Linked DNA regions of Mus musculus: region 1 is linked to region 2. Evidence: chromatin contacts called from public Hi-C data. All regions are on one chromosome and are shown on one strand. The core of a region is the stretch at or near the end of the contact, and the rest is flanking DNA. Distances in the headings are between cores, read along the strand shown. Region 1 overlaps Ppp1r1c (protein phosphatase 1, regulatory inhibitor subunit 1C). Region 2 has its middle 34 kb from the start of Gm35748.

The links. Hi-C and Micro-C count contacts between places; a contact is called where the count stands out from the background.
Region 1: a contact with region 2 is called in a Hi-C map of uterus, with 2.7 times the contacts expected there. The contact joins two enhancer-like sites. A contact is called at or near these places in 2 of 484 Hi-C or Micro-C datasets (both in uterus) and 1 of 115 datasets of contacts at active chromatin or transcription factors (embryonic fibroblasts).

Annotation. Positions count from the first base shown.
Region 1 is chr2:79,784,408-79,787,107 of GRCm38.p6, reverse strand. The region is part of intron 4 of Ppp1r1c (protein phosphatase 1, regulatory inhibitor subunit 1C); the gene reads right to left. Among named protein-coding and RNA genes, the nearest start is that of Ppp1r1c, 78 kb to the right of the region's middle. Within about 2 kb of position 1,292, at least 19 of the 459 cell types and tissues checked have an H3K27ac peak or open chromatin away from gene starts, as enhancers often do. A contact at or near this core is called in uterus, where this site is marked.
Region 2 is chr2:79,086,615-79,089,314 of GRCm38.p6, reverse strand. No RefSeq gene overlaps it. Among named protein-coding and RNA genes, the nearest start is that of Gm35748, 34 kb to the left of the region's middle. Within about 2 kb of position 1,299, at least 94 of the 459 cell types and tissues checked have an H3K27ac peak or open chromatin away from gene starts, as enhancers often do. A contact at or near this core is called in uterus, where this site is marked.

The DNA of each region.
Region 1 (2,700 bases), core at 43-2,542, 700 kb before region 2:
CAGTGGAGTCTGAATGAACATGGAGCACCAACCCTGAATCCTGAACTAGGGAGCACAGGTGAATGGGTTTGGGTCCTAGACATAAAGGGAAGGGAGAAATCAAGAAACTGTTGGGACGAGCTAGAAGCTTAGTGCAACGGAAATGACCAGGAATCTGTGAGAGCGACCCTAGCTATGACTCCCAGCCTGGGGGATGTGAAGCCTGAACTGGCCATCTCCTGTAACCAGGCAAGACTTCCAGTGGAGGGATTGGGACATCAACCGAGATACAAAACCCCTGACCTATAATTTCTCCTGCCTACAAGACGTCCTGGAGTAAAGGGGGTACAGAAATTGTGGACGCAGCCAACCGTTGAGACCCACTGCCATGAGAGGGAGTCCACCCCGACATTTTCTGGAGGGCCAGACCCTGAGGCTAGATAGCCCCGAGACCTGGGGGATAATCTGCTATACTCACAGACTGGTGCCTAGACCAACCGTCATCAGAGGCTTCACCTAGCAACTAATGGAGTCAGATGCGGACCCTCAGCCAAGCACGAGACTGGGAGAATATGGTGGAAGAGCGGAGGAAGGATTATGGGAGCCAGAGGGCCAAGGACACCACAAGAAAACCCACAGAACCAGCCGTCATGGGTTCACAGGGCGCACAGAGACTGTACCAACTAATCACCAGCCTTCATCTCTGTCTGTTTTCTTACTAAATAAACAATGCAGTAAGCCCTCTTGTTCCTTTCTCCCATCTCCCCCCAGTGACAACTACATCCTTTAAGACTGAAAACTAAAATTTATCCTTCCTTCCTTAAGTTGCTTTTGGCAGGTGTTTGGTCGTCAGAATGCATAAAGGAACGAGCGCTTCTACAATTGATTAGCATGCTGATAAAATATACAAGGCGTTTGTTTTTTCTTAGAGGTGGAAAAATGTAAAGATTTCCCAGAAAGTCACTGGCTTCTGCTTACTTGGAAACACACACATCTGGTGAAGTGTGTTCAGGCTTAAATTGGTTTGAAATTCCAAGGAGGAGAGGTTGGGACAGCTAAAACCCACAAGTAACAGTTAATCCGATCTGCTCACTAGCCTTTCCAAGCTACTGCTTCGTGGGGTGGTCTGTGAGGGCTTTGCTTTGTAGCTACCCACAACTTCAGGTTTACTAGCAGTAGTGCTTTCTGTGGCAGGATTTAGTTGTTCTTGGGTTGAGATAATCCAAACAGCTGGGATCTATTTTAGTGCTTTCTGGCTCCAGCTGGAATTGCCTTTGAAAGATTCGTTTTCATACTTGGTTTTTTTCTTTTTCTTCAGTGCTATCGCAGAATTTCGTTTACAAAAACCAAGACAGAAATGGTGGACTGCACAGTGCAAGTCTTAAGTCTGACCCTGCTGTCCAGATAAAAGTAAATCCAGCTGTTTATTCGTTCTTCTCCTCCAGCTTGTGAGACTGAGTCTACTGAAAGCATCTGGGGCTCTAGCTCCTCTGGGGTTTTTTTATTAAGACAGCATAAACGAATTTGCACAAGACATGTTTTGTCTACTGAGAAAAAAAGTAATGTGATTCACACAGGCCCGGCATGTTTATATCAGGCTTTCTGCATATGACCCTATTAGCAAATTTATTTATCCTTGTCTTGATTACATTAAACCAAACACAGGTCTGAAGCAAGAACGTCTTACGAGGTAGGAGAGAAAAATAGATGGTCAGTGGCGTCGGGAACCCGTGCAACTTCCCCAGGGCCAAGGAAATAAAAAGATAAGAAAACTGCCTGAGTTAGCTGCACTAATTGTGGAGACAGACTTCCTTCTGTTAGACGGCAGTCTCCGTTCCCACTGCTTTGACTGCTACCCATGAACTCTGATGGCCAAACAAACTCCAAATGCCATCAGCCTGCTATGAATGAACACCAACAGACTCAAAATTAGTAGGAGTGGTTGCCCAGTTAGTAATCATTTTATCTTTGGAAGTTTAAACAAAGACTAGATCTCTACAAGTTTCCCGAGCACATTTCTAAGGGGCTGTTTTTAGTGCTTAAGGCATCAGGATCAAGATTTATCGACAGTTCAGCCTCTGAGCGGGAAATGGTAAGTTACTATAAAAGTTTCACACGCCTTCTTATTTATTCTTCTAGCAAACTTAAGGGAGAACAGTTGCCAGCAATCACCTACAAGTCCCACTTATAATAATCTACTGCAGAATACTTACTTGTCTGCTATTAGTGAATATGTATGTAGGCTTTTAATTCTACAAAGCAAAAGGTTCTGTGAAATCCCATAAAAGGAAACGGCTGAAAACTACAGAATGATACTCATTTCTAAAAGGAAATCTGATAGGAGAGGGACCACTGTGCTCTTTAGGGATGATGTCAGCATTTGGATTAGATCATTGAATTAGCATCATTCCCTGCACTTGATGAAAAATATCTCCTAGGCTATGGATGCATCCCACAAGAACTCATTAACAATTATTACCTGTGCACAACTTATAAAGCCTTTAAAAGCTATACAAAGCAGATTAGAAAGCTACACAAAAATCAAAATTAAGCATTTATAATTCTGACCAACAAAGAAAAACATGTAGTAAGTCCAACTACGGATGTGTGCTAAGAGGTATTTAAGATTAATCCCATTTTAACCATCCCTTTCCTTTAGCACGCTATGAGTGTTAGACAGATGTGAAACTTACAGATACTCAGAATTCATTCACCTATTTA
Region 2 (2,700 bases), core at 50-2,549:
CAAATAAGGAGAAGACAAAAATACTACAGGATTTTTAATTATTTCTGACTCTAGAACATAAACTTAGTTCTAGAATTAACATATGTGTTTATGTGTATAGAACATACATGCACATGCAGCTATATGTGCCATGGATGGCAGAGGTCTATACCAGTCATGTTTTTTGATCATTTTCCCCAAATATTTTTGGAAAAGGGACTGTCACTGAACCCAGAGCTTGCCAACTTTAAGTCAAGCCATATTGGCTCATTAGTGAGCTCTAGGGAATCCTCCTGTTTCTGTCTCCCATCTCTGGGATTACAAGCACACCCTGTCATGCTTAGCATGTTTTAAGAGTAAAAGAGTGATCTCAGTTCAGATCCTCATGTTTCACTATCAAGTACTTTATCTGCTGAACCTCAGAAAAATGTACTTCTGCAAACTATGTCATATCACAATCGGTTCACTGTTTTTATCTGGGTAAATCATACTGTTGACATTTCAGAAGCATGGGAGATCTTAGCCATAAATCTTTGTTCTTTATGAGAGATCTGAGATTCAGAAAATAAGTCAGTTAGCAAAGATCATGTGGGACTAAAATGCAAATCAGCAGACTCTTCAAATTTATCCCTTCCCCTATCGTCTCACTGGACTTTGTTGATACAGGGTCTCTCTAGGCAGCCCAGACTGACCTCAAAGCCCAAGTCCTCCAGTCTTGGCTTCCCTTGAGATGAGATTGCAGGCCTATTCTATTACATTCAGATGTCAGATTTCTGTTATTTAAGCAGAGTCTGTGAGTTTGTATTTACAAAATCAAACAAACAAAAACCTTTGTCATCCATAAAGGTTAAGGACTATAGTTAAAGAAATAGAAAGCTTTGTCCCTACAATCTGGACTGGCATCCCTTTCCTAAGCAGCTCTCCCTCTGCCCCCTACTTTCTCTTCAGTAGTATAAGTATGTGTCTTCATGGTAGAACATGTGTCCAATCTTGAGTTTTACATGTTCATTACTGTAGAGACCTTCAAGTCAAGTGCACTAATGCCCTTTTAGAAAAGGTCCCTGGAGAATTGCTAACGGAAGAGAGCAACTGAGTTTATTTTTAAATGATTCATGTAATTAAAGTTTAACATAATTGGACATGAATTGTTCCTGGAGTTTCATTTCGGTGTCCTGAAGTACACATGGTGGGAAACTTTTAGTCATAAAACATTTCTCTCTCAAGGATGTAAATGCCTTTGACATTGCTGGATGGTTCTGTCACTGAGGGAATGGGCACCATCTGTCCCTGCTTAGCTGTGCTGAGAGCATTGACCTGACAGCACACGGAGAAACCGGAGAAGCCTGGTGGAGTATCGCCATTCCTTTCTAACCCAGTAATGAGTTATCTGAAGTGTTAGAAACACCATGAGTTTCTCTGAAATGGAGACAGTGGAATTATTGTCAGTCTGGAAAAGATTAATTATGGGAGTTCAGCGGGAGAATGAGACCGAAACTATCTGGGTTCAGAACCAGTAACCTTTTCCAGCTGTCATACAGCAGTAAAAAGGGAGTCAGATACTCTCTGTTTGCTGGGGATTTCATGGAGACAGCGAGTTAGATTGCAGTAAGAATGCCTATTGATATGAACAGAGGCTAAGCAGGGAGAGAGTTAGGTATTCAGATAAGGATGATGTTGTGCTTGATCTAAACAAACTCGGTGATTGCAATTCACCTTTCGTCCTAATCCACAACAGTCAGCACCAAAAGAGAAATGAACACAGATGTCAGTTCATTGGCGGAGGCTTAATTTCCTCTGACCCACACATCTAATTTTATAAGCACTCAATTATCCCTACTTACATTACCTATGTGTAGCTAATTAACTCGTCATATTCTCCCCGGAACATTCTTGTCCTCGTTCTTCGGTGCTTCCACTTTCTATTTCTGGAAACAGCTTCGGTTAGTCCGAAGCCTCAGCCCACCATGAACAGCCCTTCCCCTTTCAGCTCCTTGCCAACTGCACATGCTTCCAGAAGACATCTCTACTTTTCCCCTTTCTCTTTGTGTTCAAGACCTCCACCACAATCCAAGTCTTTTCTTCTCTCCATTCGTACTCTCTTTAAATATTATCCAGTGTTACTCCTTATTCTCAGTCTTCTCTAGCATGTTGCTTATAGCCTTCTGCCCTCTACAGATCAGTTTAACCACTATAGTCCTACGTTCTCAAAATTCAGCTACTCTAAAAGTATCCATGGACTAAAGCCCAAGTGTGCAGGCAGATGCCATGATTTTGTACCCAGTGGCCCAATTCTTTTGATCTTGCTCTGTGCTTCCTGCCCTGACTTTTCTTGCTTGAATATATAATTTGTGAAATTTCTGGGGCCTGGGTAGCCATCACTTTCTTTTTGTCCTTTTAAGACCTAAGTCAAATCCTCCATAGAACTTTCTTTATTTCCAAAGCCATGAACACCAGAATAAGGTCAGAGGAATCCATCTGATAATATTATGAGGGTTATACACTGAAATCATATGCCTCTGGACCATATACTATTTTTTGAATTCAGACTATCATGTTCAAAATGATGGTTAGATGGCCAGCACCAGTCTGTAGCCTAAGGCACTTTCCAAAAAGACATTGAAAATAAAGATAGATGAAAACTCTTACCACATTTGAAAGCCTGGATAAACCTATAATAAAACTAAGTACTGGGAGGCCTTTAGAAAACACACATGTGCATAC